4 separate regions of the Mus musculus genome follow, and all the other regions are linked to region 1. Evidence: chromatin contacts called from public promoter capture Hi-C data. All regions are on one chromosome and are shown on one strand. Each heading gives the region's core, a stretch centred on a gene start, on an enhancer-like site or on the middle of the called end of the contact. The rest is flanking DNA. Distances are from core to core; before and after follow the strand shown. Region 1 holds the start of Hsd17b11 (hydroxysteroid (17-beta) dehydrogenase 11). Region 2 holds the start of Arhgap24 (Rho GTPase activating protein 24). Region 3 holds the start of Gbp6 (guanylate binding protein 6). Region 4 holds the start of Gbp9 (guanylate-binding protein 9).

The links. Promoter capture Hi-C pulls out the DNA fragments that hold promoters and counts their contacts.
Region 2: a promoter capture Hi-C map of pre-B cells shows a contact between it and region 1, with 4 times the contacts expected there. The contact joins the promoter of Arhgap24 here to the promoter of Hsd17b11 in region 1.
Region 3: a promoter capture Hi-C map of liver shows a contact between it and region 1, with 2.3 times the contacts expected there. The contact joins the promoter of Gbp6 here to the promoter of Hsd17b11 in region 1. A contact is called at or near these places in 3 of 39 promoter capture datasets (the 3T3-L1 cell line, 3T3-L1-derived adipocytes and liver) and 1 of 115 datasets of contacts at active chromatin or transcription factors (large pre-B cells).
Region 4: a contact with region 1 is called in a promoter capture Hi-C map of pre-B cells, with 8 times the contacts expected there. The contact joins the promoter of Gbp9 here to the promoter of Hsd17b11 in region 1. A contact is called at or near these places in 2 of 39 promoter capture datasets (the C10 cell line and pre-B cells) and 1 of 115 datasets of contacts at active chromatin or transcription factors (large pre-B cells).

The regions. Positions count from the first base shown.
Region 1 is chr5:104,020,242-104,023,401 of GRCm38.p6, forward strand. It overlaps Hsd17b11 (hydroxysteroid (17-beta) dehydrogenase 11), which reads right to left and starts at 1,555. Exons shown (of 7, transcript NM_053262.3): 1 at 1,289-1,555. The coding sequence starts at 1,498.
Region 2 is chr5:102,479,809-102,482,968 of GRCm38.p6, forward strand. It overlaps Arhgap24 (Rho GTPase activating protein 24), which reads left to right and starts at 1,583. Exons shown (of 10, transcript NM_029270.2): 1 at 1,583-2,054.
Region 3 is chr5:105,292,105-105,295,264 of GRCm38.p6, forward strand. It overlaps Gbp6 (guanylate binding protein 6), which reads right to left and starts at 1,595. Exons shown (of 11, transcript NM_194336.2): 1 at 1,522-1,595.
Region 4 is chr5:105,108,675-105,111,834 of GRCm38.p6, forward strand. Gbp9 (guanylate-binding protein 9) reads right to left here and starts at 1,618. Exons shown (of 11, transcript NM_172777.4): 1 at 1,531-1,618.

The DNA of each region.
Region 1 (3,160 bases), core at 305-2,804:
CTAGACGACCTGCAGTGTGCCTTTCCTACCCCACAGTCCCAAGCTCCTTTCATGCTTCCTTTTTCTATGTCACCCAATTGTGCATTTTATAGTACAGGTTGCCTGTTGACTGTCTTTAGCTCATGAAGGCTGCTTCATCACAGGTATCTGTAGTTCTGTATTATAATACTGTCCAGAAGGCAGTAAGAGTCATCAAACATTTTTTTCTTTTGGATAAACACACTTTTTTAGAGAAAATTGTGTATATTAGAAACGATAAGCCCAAACCATTCTTGTTAAAGAATAAAATTTCAGACTAGTTTGTGTGCCACCTGCTAGACTCTTGGCTAAATCACCTCACACATTAACTTACCATCTCCCTGGCCTTCTGAAAACTAAAGCCTGGGTAGCCTCGTCTTTCTCAGTTAAGAAGCAAAGAGCCCATTTCATATGCCTGACCATATGCCTATGCTGGGCCTTGGCTAGCTGACCCATGCTGGCCCAGTTTGCATTGTTAATCCATCGTATACATATCTAATTATCTGTTTTCTCCACCAGACGTAGGTAGCCCATCTCCTGTTTGCCACCAGGTCTTACCATCTGGGCTGTAGATACTATGGAGCACTGATTACTTGTTGTCACAATCACTCTAGAGTTAGAGTTCTTATTTAATCTCATGAACCTTGACCTCTTGTTTATAGAATGGATGTACACAGTGCAGTGAGGGGCACGCTAAGCCAGAAGATGCCTTCAGATTCCCTCTGTCATCCACCAAAAGCCAGACCAACACTTCACTGCTAGCTCCTTCTAACTCACCTCCCACCTCAACCTGAAGGTACAGGAGACCGCACTGAAGTTATTTCACTTTTAACTATTTTTTCTATAAGGTGACTTAGATGACTCCTGTAGGCAACTGGCAGTGCAATGGTGATCCCTGTAGGGTGTCATTTCGAGCCCATCTCAGCAGCTGCAAACGAGACTTGACAGCCGCACACATCTAACTCTTGGTATAGCACCTAAAACTGCTGTATTTTCCAAAAGTTTATGATGGTCAGTAGGAGGAGATTATAGGCCACTTTCAGGATGGATTTAATGTAGTGTTAATGTAGCGAAGGGAGATAGCCAAGATTCTCATTGTCCATAGGTCCGTTCATCGTGTGGTCTTAACAGATATCAAATTATGCCTCTCTTATAATCTGAAAAAATATGAATAGTTACTATATGCTCTATGGACTCTACAGAGAACTATAAAGGGTGGTTGTTTGCCAGTGTGGACCACAAAGAAAAGGCAGCGACGAAGCGCGGTTACCTTATTGATATCCCAGAGAACCAGTTTGGTGTTAAGTTTGGCAAATTCGTAGGCAGTCAGTCTTCCAATCCCATGACCAGCTCCGGTGATCAGGACGATCTCTCCGGCGACAGATTTTTTCTTCTTGGGAATAAAAAGCTTGACAAGAGACTCAATGCTGAAGACGATGAGCAAAGGCAGCAGCAGGATCAAGTCAAGAAGATACTTCATCCTTTTGGAGGCCCGGTGCTCTCGTTCCCGGTCCTAAACGGCCTCTGGAGGGTGTCGGTTACGCACAGAGTAAAAGCTTAAGCAAGGCAGAGTTCCCCTATTAAAGAGAAACAAACAACTCGGAAACCATTCCTTCCGCGGGGCCGGGCTTCAGGAGGGTTTTTGCCATTGGCTCGGACTGCAGTCAGAGCAACTGCTCGCTGGCTTGGAAATCTGGGAGGGACGAAGTTCAGAGGCAAGCCCTAGGGCGGTGCGACCCTGATAGCTATCGCGGACTTCCTCCTAGGAGGGCTAGTTACCTCACGCTTTCCTAAAATGGAAAAATCCCCTCCCTGTCTGCAGCAGACCTAGGAGAGGAGAGGTCGTCACGCTGCGCAGTAAAGGATGAAGGGCAAGTGCTAGCAGTGCTCAGGCTGCGGTGGACAGTTGTCTGTTTCTGCATAAGGGTTGCAAATGTGGAGCCACACCTTAAAGGACCAGGAAACAAGGAAGGGGACTCTTTGGGGAAAGGAAGAGAAGTAGCAAGAGGGGGATGGGAGGACGGCTATGGGGGAGGGGCGGGTTAGAACACCTGGCACGTTTGTGTATAAAAGTCACAAACCCATTTCTTTGCACGCTAACCAAAAATTAATAACAAAACAAACAACCCTTCAAGCAAAACAAAGCACAAGAGGGAAAACCAAGCTCCTGAATTAGAAATGACCCTACATCGCATTTTAATTTGAATTGAGCATTTCTGGAGGGCAGAGGGGTGTATCCTCCCAAGGCATAATCAAGTTTTAGGAGAAGCAGTAAACCCATCTCCCCAGGGAAGAGCCGTGTAGCGGGGCAACCAGCTCCCACTCGGCCTCTGAGAATCTGAAAACGAGAAACAAAACATATATTCAAGAATGGTGGGTGGTTTGCCTGCCTGTGTGCACACTATTTTTGCTCCCGGTGTGGGGAAAGGGCAGATGAGGGTTCTGGGTTTCCTAGAACTGAAGTTACTAGGAGCTGTGAACCTGCATGTAGGCACTGGGAATTGAACCATTGTCCACAGGAAGAATGGACAGTGCTCTTAACCACAGAGCTATAGCCATCTCTCCAGCATTCTCGTCCCCAGTACACACTTTTTGAGACAGGATTCCTCTGTGTAGCTCTGGCTGGCCTGGAACTCTCTCTTCCCCAGGTTGTTTTGAGGCAGTTTCTCCTCATTTAGCAGCAGGAACAAGCTAATAGCCTGTCTGTTGAGTGGTTGGTTTATGAACTATAAATGTTATCCGTTGACTTTCCTCCTGTGACACTGAGGATGTGGCTTGCTTTGCTTGCTCTTTATCTTCCTGTCTCCTATCATCCCAATATAATTCTCTCTCCCTTTGCTACTTCTGTTAAGTTTTATTTGTAACTTTAGGCAACAAGGTTCTATTTTTTTTTCTTTCTTTCTTGTTCCAACAACTATAGATGTTGGCAGAGAAAAAGTATCCTATCCTCTCCAGGAGTCTGATAGGTTATTTCTCCACCTCCAGTTTACAGAGCCAATTTAAGCCAGATTAAATTATATTAAAGTCAGCTCATTGCTGCTTTCAGGAGGCTTAAGTTCACTGGCCCCAAAGACCAAGGCCAGAGACAGCACCATGGGTAAAGTGGAAAGTTGGGGTAGAAGGGGAGAGAGAGAGAAAGAGA
Region 2 (3,160 bases), core at 333-2,832, 1.5 Mb before region 1:
GGCACAGGAAAGCAGCGTCCCAAACATACTTAATCCTCTCCGGGGGTGAGTGGTGCAATCAGAATCCAGGAAGCAGCAAGTGTTACATTCCCTAGTCACAGATTTTTATGTCAATCCCAGCAGGCTTCAGTGCAGCACCAGCGTTGTTAGTTATACACTAGTGTACTTGGCTGTAGAAGGGTCTGTGGTCCTTCTTAGCAGATGGAACTCTTCCTTTACCTCATCTGCCGTCTCCATGACAACCCTCCCCTTTCTCTTTCTGTGTTCTCTCTAGCCTAAGAACCCCATACATCACACTGGCTGGTGAGATGGTGTCAAGTGGAAACGATGGAGACAGAGGTGTGAAGGCCAAAGGCCTTGGACACAAGGATGGGATGTATCTTAATCTCTCAGCCTGGGATCTGCCGGGCAGCCTCCCTGAGTTTAATTTGTGTCACCTTGGGTCTGAATTGCTGTGGTAACATTTGTTATAACCAGAAAGTAGGCTCCCAACCTAATAGCAGTCTTGCCTTTTTGAAATGTCACAGTCTTGAATCATACCTACTGACACTTGTCTTCCAGGGGCTCTCAGGGCATGGAATGTGTGCAGATTTCATTTTGGTTAATCTCATTGTTTTGCAGTTCTCATTTAGAACTGCCCACAGGCTGTCACTTGACAGTGTTAACAGTCCGCCATTACAACATGCAAGGCCTTGTGAGCCGCTGAAGGTCATCTATCCCACCAATTAGAAACACAGGCCACATGGCTTCTGGCTAGGGGTTCTACACACATTTTAAAGGATCAGGCAAAAGAGCTTATTCCCCCCCCCCCCGAACTTAATTTCATTCATTAAAGGGCTGAGGTGTCTCCTGCCAGAAAAATCAATTTTCTAGTGGGACCTCGGCCTGGGATGGAGCAGACTCATCCCTACCCCCGCCCCGGAAACCTGACGGCAACAAAAGCAAAATACCTATTCGTGCCCATCCAGGCTTGTATGCTCGTCAGCCTGAGCATGTGCCTGGACATCCCAAAGGACAAAATCCAAAACACCAGGCTTTAGGAAACCTAAGAGTGCCAAACACCTAGAACAGTAAGCGCTCAGTGGGTGGGAGTGGGGAGGGCTGGGGGCTGGGGGCTGGGGGCTGGGGCAGTCTATATCAGGAATATATTTGCCACCTTGCTCTGAGAACTCTAAAAGCATGTCAAGACGGTTTATTACACTTAACATCTCTCGAAATGCCTGACTAGAGCACACTCATCTAAATACGTTTTTAGGAATAAAGCTTAAGCTGGAGAAATAAGATTTGGCAGAGATGGTGGCAGGGCGCGCATAACCAGTGTGTGAGGCTTGCTGAAGGAACACAAGAGTGGGGGCTTTGGGTTCCTTACATTCTCTCACCCATAGCCACAGATCTGTGAGCAGCATGCCCTCATGCTGCATTTGGGCTGAAATGAACGCAGCCAACTGCAGAGGGCCCAGGCAGTGGTGTCTGATGGGGCGCCCGCCCAGCATTGCTCTGGAGGTGAGGCTGGCGTGCAGGGCGGGGCTCCCGCCACCCCACCAGTGCTGCTTGGGTCCTCTGAAGCCGCCAGCTGCCAACTGAAACCCGAAACCCGGCTGCGTCTGCGGGCTGGCCCCACTCAGTTGTTCCAGCCTCTTGTACTGTATATTTACACATTCACACACAATCACTCTTTCTAACTTCTTGACTCTTTGCGCAACTGCTAGGATTTCTCAAGTGCATGTGGCAATTCAGCCCGGGTGAGAGAAAGCCGGTGGGACTCGGAAGGGAATCACGGGGCCGCGGGGCCGCCCAGGCTGCAGAGGGGACAGAACTAGAGCGAGACAGCGACTGCTGGGGGAGTCCCCCCCAACTTTCCATGCAGCTGTGGCTCTGGGGCTGCCCGGGCTTCCTCTGAGAGCAGCACGCAGGCCTGGCGAATGGGGTTCTGCGCTCGCCCTGGGAAGTAAAGGGCACCCTGCCGACTGGAACTCATCTTTAGGCCAGTCCTAGGAGCCTGGACATCGGAGCAGCCGCCAGCCATCCCTTGTAGGTCCGGCATCCCTGGCAGGGTAGGTGATTTGATTGCTGCTGTGGAGCTGGGGCTTGGGGGGAGGGGGGGAGAAACCACCCGGAGGGTGGGTGGATAGCAGCTTCAGGCTATAGGGAGGTAACTGCTGTGAGCCAGGAGCAACGCTGGGACCATACTGGTTCAGTGTGTGTGTGTGTGTGTGTGTGTGTGTGTGTGTGTGCGCGTGCGCGCGCGCGCGAGAGCACTCGCTTGCGTGTAAAACACAACAAGCAGGCATCTTGTGTTTCTGACTTACAAAACAAATGCAACTGATACAGTCTCTACTCCCGCCGTCTACCTTCTCCTTTCATCTGCTGATGTTTTAGCTAGTTTCAGAGTTGCCTAGACAACTGGCGTGTGGAGGTAGATTTCAGTATATATTGTGTTACTATTGTACCGGAAAGTGGTAATCTTCGGTGGATTTTAAGACACACAGATGGGTTTAGACTTCTTGAAGGAGTAGTATTTTGAGGAGGTATCCACCTACTTTAAAAGAGAAGCAGGCAGTACATTCTTATTAAAGATAACTTTAGCAGTATTTCTTGTGAAAGTCCTCAAAGAGAGATTATTAGGCGGAATGCCTTTGAGATGCTAGGCTGTCTAATATGGGCTAGTGACCCAGCTCCTGGCTCCACTGTAATCTGTTCCAACTCATCTGAGTAAGTCTCTCCCTAGTGTGTTTGTTTTTGTCCCTTTACTCACCATATTACAGATTAGTCCCGTTTAGCTTCCAAAACATCACTGTTTCATCCCATTCTTCAAAAAGGAAATGAGAAAGTCAGGTGAGGTGCCTGAAATATACAAAGTGTAAAAGCTTTGCTTACTCATAAGTATAAAGTTTTGTCTTGTTGGGTCTACTACTAAATAAGAGAAACTGATTCGAATCTGGGGACATTTGCAGTGGTATTTAAAAGCTATACAGGATTGCCGAGATAGATGGGTAGGCAGATTCAATCCGTTCGTTCCCTGACTCTAATTAGAGCTCAAAACTAGCCCTTAAGGTCAAGAAGTGATGTTGGTATTGAACTGGGCATCATAAAACATGCAGAATCATTAGGAAGCAAATACAAAGGTACCCGAGGCTTGTGGGTTCTCAATCTCCCTCTA
Region 3 (3,160 bases), core at 345-2,844, 1.3 Mb after region 1:
CTTGAAAAAGATGTAATGTCCAAATTGGGATGTACCAGAGTGAAAGGTGAAGTGTCTCTGTTCCCAGGACAGAATGGCAATCAGGTTTTATTAGGGAAACATGGATGCAAAATGAAGAAACTTTCCGTTACACTATTTCTGTTTTGCCATGCTGAGGGACATGGTGTAAGAGTCTAGAGTCACATGATCATGTGTGATTTGGCTTCTTAGAGCTTACTGAGGCTGAAGCTTGCTTTGGGTTAACATACATATTTATTTGAAATTGTTTACTTAGTTTTGCTGATGTTTACAGTTTAAGCATGAATGCTGTTATTTTTAAGAACTACTTGTTTTTGTTGCACAACAATTCTATAGACCCATTGTTTCTTATAACATGTCTTTGACAAATATTGAGGAAGTGCCAATCAAACCATACACACAAGGACAGCTACCACACAAAGCAAAAACAAATCCATGTAACCCAGAATTTAGACAACTCAGGTGTCTGTACTCTGTGGCTAAGAATACAGAATATTACCTCATGGGAAACAGTCCTCGCTTTTGAGAAAATCAATACTTATGTCTGATCTAACAGCTCTTCTTTGATTACAACACAAACAAAATAGCAAAGAAGGACTTGGATGGACCTTTGAGCTGTAGTGATCATGGCAGCTGTGTTCACAATACCCACATTGTGGAGACAGCCCAGACTCCCACCAACAGATCACCAACAGATGCATACATTAACACAGTCTGACAATGTGCACAATAGAATATTATTCAGCCAAAGAAGGGAATAAAATTAACTACTGTACACAACTTTGTAGACCTTAATAGACTTAGGCTAGACACAGACTCCTACAGGTCAGACAACACATAACCTGCCTCCCCTGCCCTGCCCTCAGTCCCAGATGAGCATGAGGACATTATGCCAAGGAAGGAGAATGTGCAGAATCTCCAGAAGTTAGATACAGGTGACGTCACTTAACTCCAGAAACCAGGCTCTCTGCAGCTTAGTTCCATGTATGAAATAAGACTAGCAGCCCAAACAAAATGCACATAGCACTACGTAATCTCTACATCTCACATACAACATAAACATCAATATAGAACTGGATTATCTTCTTACACTTAATTCAAAGTCAGTGAGGTAGGAACTAAGTTATTTCCAGATAGATGTTTGCCAAGCTCTTGTGCTGAGTTTTCCTCACACGGTTCCTCCACAGAGACTTTCCTCTGCCTACAGTTGCCTGTGAACCAGGGCAGGAGCTGTTGTGGTCCCAGCTGAGGCAGGACCAGGGCTCTTCCCATAGTTTGTCTAACAGAGCAGGGCAGCCAGCAGTGTCAGGCTGCCACTTTGTATCTGTCCTTTATCAGAGGAAAGAAACTGACCTCCTAGACCTAAAGCCAGCCACAGCCCCCTGCAGACCAGAGAGCTCATAATCTGCCTCCCTTCCCCCTCCCTCAGTTGCCCCTTTGACTTGGAAATCAAGCTGAGGTCCAGACTAAGTTGCTCCTTAAAGAAAGGAAAAGTAAATATACCTGGTCCCACAGCACAGGTCCAAGTGCAGTTCTCAGCTGCTGCTGCCTCCTCAGGCTCCCTTCTGCTCTCCTCCCTCCTGCTCTCTTTGCTCCTCTTTTATGTAAGCTGACCACACACACACACACAGAGAGAGAGAGAGAGAGAGAGAGAGAGAGAGAGAGAGAGAGAGAGAGAGAGAAGGAGTTAAAAGAAATCACATGCTGCAGCAGAAACAAAACTGAAAGTAAAATAAAATAGGCCATGTTAACTTGGCCAAGACTGGAAAGGGAGGTCAGAGGTTCCTGTCTATCCCGAAAAGCCAGTGTGATACTCTGTTGCAGCCAAGGGACAGCAGGCCTCCACTGTGGAATCTGTTTACCTTCTCTTTCCTTGGAACCCATTTCCAGTTTCCTCCAGCCTTCTTGGCACAGATAAAGCACAGTAAAACCCAGGCAGCCATCAGTGGAAATTACAAAATCCGGGAGTATTGCAAGTGTGCTTCTCTCAGGGGAAATTCCCAGTGCTTTCTGATCAAACATGTTTAATGTTTTAAACATGTGTTTTCTAAAGCAGGAACCATCCCTGTTGCCATTTCTTCTGGGCTGCCCCACAATTACCTGGCAACAGCCAGGTGGGCATGACTCACTATAAAAGGGGCTGCTTGTACCCTCACATACCCCCCTCTCTTGCTCAATTGTCCTCTCTTCCTTTTTTACCCTCTTTCTTCTCTGTCCCTCCTCCTCCTTCCTCCCCTCTCTATCCCTCTTTCTTTGTCTCTACTAACCCCTCAACTCCCCTCTCCATGTCTTAAATAAACTGTATTCTATACTATACAATTGTGTGGCTGGTACCTCAGGAAGAAGGTAATGCTTCAACACTGGCCCTCAGAGGTACCCCTTTTCACCTCAACATACCAGGTATGACGTTTGTATATTCTTGGACCAGAGGGTGGCACCATTTGGAGATGTGGCCTTGTTGGAATAGGTGTGACCTGGTTGGAATAGGTGTGTCACTGTGGTTGTGGGCTTAAGATCCTCACTCTAGTTGCCTGGAAGTCAGTCTTCCACTAGCAGCCTTTGGATGAAGACATAGAACTCTCATCTCTGCCTGTGCCACGCCTGCCTGGATGCTGCCATGCTCCCACCTTGATGATAATGGACTGAACCTCTGAACCTGTAACCCAGCCCCAATTAAATGTTGTTTTTTTATAAGACTTGCCTTGGTCATGGTGTCTGTTCACAGCAGTAAAACCCTAACTAAGACACCAGACAGCCACCAAACATATACCTGACTTCTTTTTCTTTTCATAAAACACAACAGTCAATTTTAAAACCTGATTTTAAAAGAAGCAATTAAAGAATAGTAAGTAGGAGTTGTGTTCAATATAGAAGCTAAGAAAACTTCAGAGATGGAAGCTGAAAAATGAAAGCTTTAATTTCTGAGCCCTTAGGGAGGCAGACTGGGGTCTGAACTTTGTCCCTGATGGGAGATTGAACACCATTTGTAAAGGATGAAACACAAAGCAGGGGGGAGCTGTAGAGTGATCCATTGTGATTTCACAGGAAGGATTAAACAAGGGAGTACCCCTTAGAGGCGGTGTTGGCATCAGGACATCCCAAACCTGTGACATCACATAGGCGACAGCATGACCTGCTACCT
Region 4 (3,160 bases), core at 368-2,867, 1.1 Mb after region 1:
GCCCATTAGTCGTGCAAACTTTATATGCCTCAGTACAGGGGAACGACAAGGCCAAGAAGTGGATGTGGGTGGGTGGGGGAGTGTGTGGGGGACTTTTGGGATAGCATTGGAAATGGAAATGTAAAAAATACCCAATTTAAGAAGAAAAAAAGATTCTAGAGTCACTTGATGATGTGTGATTTGGCTTCTTATAGCTCAGTGAGGCTGAGGCTTGCTTTGGGTTAACATATATATTTATTTGAAATTGTTTGCTTAGGTTTGCTGATGTTTGCAGGTTTAGCATAAATGAAGTTATTTTAAGAGCTACTTGGTTTTGTTGCTCAATAATTCTTCAGACCCAGTGTTCATTATAACGTGGCTTTGAAAAACAGTGAGGAAGTGCCAATCAAATCACAAAGCATCACTTCATACACACAAGGACAGCTACCACACAAGGCAAAAACAAATACATGTCACCTGGAATTTAAACAACTCAGGTGTCTGTACTCTGCAGCCTAGAACACAGAATATTACCTCACAGGAAACAGTCCTGACTTCTGAGATAATATATAGTTATGTTTGACCTAAAAGCTCTTCTTTGATTACAACATAAACAAACTAGAAAACAAGGACTTGGATGGACCTTTGAGCTGTATTGATCATAGCATCTGTATTTACAATACCCACAATGTGGACACAGCCCAGTCTCCCACCAACAGATCACCAACAGATGCATACATTAACACAGTCTGATAGCATGCACAATAGAATGTTATTCAGCAAAAAAAAAAAAAAAAAAAAAGGAATAAAATTCTACTGCACACTACTTTATAGACCTTCATATACTTAAGGCTATCCATGGACCCTGCAGACCAGACAACACAGTAACCTACCTCCCCTGCCCTGTCTTTAGTCCCACATGAGCATGAAGACATTATGCCAAGAAAAGAGAATGTGCAAAATCCTAAGACGTTAGATACAGGTGACATCACTTAATTCCAGAAACCAGGCTCTCTGCAGCTTAGTTCCATGTGAAATAAGACTAGCAGCCCAAACAAAATGCACATAGCACTACGTGATCTCTACATCTCATACAACATAAACATCAAGAGAGAACTGGACTATTTTCTTACACTTAATTCAAAGTCAGTGAGGTAGGAACTAAGTTATTTCGAGATAGAGGTTTGCCAAGCTCTTGTGCTGAATTTTCCTCACAGGGTTCCTCCACAGAAAGACTTCCCTCTGACTACAGCTGCCTGTGAACCAGGGCAGGAGCTGTAGCTGTGGTCCCAGCTGAGGCAGGACCAGGGCTCTTCCCACAGCTTCTCCAACAGAGCAGGGCAGCCAGCTGTGTCAGGCTACAACTTTGTATCTGTCCTTTGTCAGAGGAAAGAAACTGACCTCTTAGACCTAAAGCCAGCCACAGCCCCCTGCAGACCAGAGAGCTCATAATCTGCCTCCCTTCCCCCTCCCTCAGTTGCCCCTTTGACTTGGAAATCAAGCTGAGGTCCAGACTAAGTTGCTCCTTAAAGAAAGGAAAAGTAAATATACCTGGTCCCACAGCACAGGTCCAAGTGCAGTTCTCAGCTGCTGCTGCCTCCTCAGGCTCACTTCTGCTCTCCTCCCTCCTGCTCTCTTTGTTCCTCTTTTATGTGCGCTGACCACACACACACACACACACACACACACACACACACACACACACACACACACAGGATGCAGCAGAAACAAAACTGAAAGTAAAGTAAGCCAAGGCATTGTTAACTTGGCCAAGACTGGAAGGGGAGGTCAGAGGATGCTTAGTGTCAGAAAAGTCAGTGAGAAACTGTGTTGCAGCCAAGGGACAGCAGGCCTCCACTGTGGAAAGAGTTTACATTCTCTTTCTTTGGAACCCATCTCCAGTTTCCTCAGCCTTCTAGGCACAGATAAAGCACAGTAAACCCAGACCCCTATCAGTGGAAATGACACAATCTGGGAGGATTGCACGTGTGCTTCTCTCAGGGGAAATTCCAGGTGCTTTTTGAGTGAAGAGCTTTAATGTTTTAAACGTGTTTTCTAAAACAGGAACCATAACTGTTGCCATTTCTTTCTGGACTCTGTCCCACAGTTTCCTGACAACAGCGAGCTGGGCATGACTCACTATAAAAAGGGCTGCTTGTCCACTCTGCCCTCTCTCTCTCCCTCTCTCTCTCTCTCTCTCTCTTTCAATCTCTCTCCCTGAGATCTTCCTCTCTTCCTTTCTTACCCTCTTCTTTCTCAAGTCCTCTCCCTGCTTCCTGTCTCCCTCTCTCTGTTCCTCTTTCTCTGTCTCTACTACCCTTTCAAATCCCCTGTCCATGTCCAAAATAAACTCTATTCTATACTATACAATTGTGTGGCTGGTACCTCAGGAGGACAGGATGCCTCAGCATGCCCCCACCCCCCATACCACCTTCCACTTCACCATACCCCACCTCCACCACACATATCCCTGGCTTCTTTTTCTTTTTCAGAAAACACAACAGTTGTTCTGAAAACTGTTTTTAAAGAAGTAATTAAAGAATAGTAAGTAGGAGTTGTGTTCAGGGTAGCAGCTAAGAAAACTCACTTCAGAGGTGGAAGCTTAAAAATGAAGCTTTATTTTCTGAGCTCTTAGGAAGGCAGCCAGTTTGGGATCTGAACTTTGTCCCTGATGGGAGATTGAACACCATTTGTAAAGGATGAAACACAAAGCAGTGGGGAGAGCTGCAGAGTGTGATCCATTGTGTTTTCACAGGAAGGATTAAACAAGGGAGTACCCCTTGGAGACTGGGCCATATCCAGGCACCTAGCTTCAGGGTCCTTAATTTATTCTCCTAGACATTAGGTGCAGAACTCAGAGTGATAAAGGGACAAAGGAGCAGGTCAGCAGCATGGAGGTAAACTGGTACCTTAATTCTACTTCAGTGAACTCTCTCTCTATTCATCATGAATATTATCAAATACCTATTTCTGTATAGAAAGAAACAAAAGTACCAAATAATGTGCGACAATGAAATACTCAATGCACAGTACCACACCAGAATATGACTTAAAAAGGAGACTCACAAATCCTCTGACCTTGACTCCTGGTCCTAAGACTTATACTAGTGAAGATGTAAGAGCAGAAAACATTGAGTTACTGTAGAATGTTTGTACCATGATTGTTGTCAGGTAACTATGC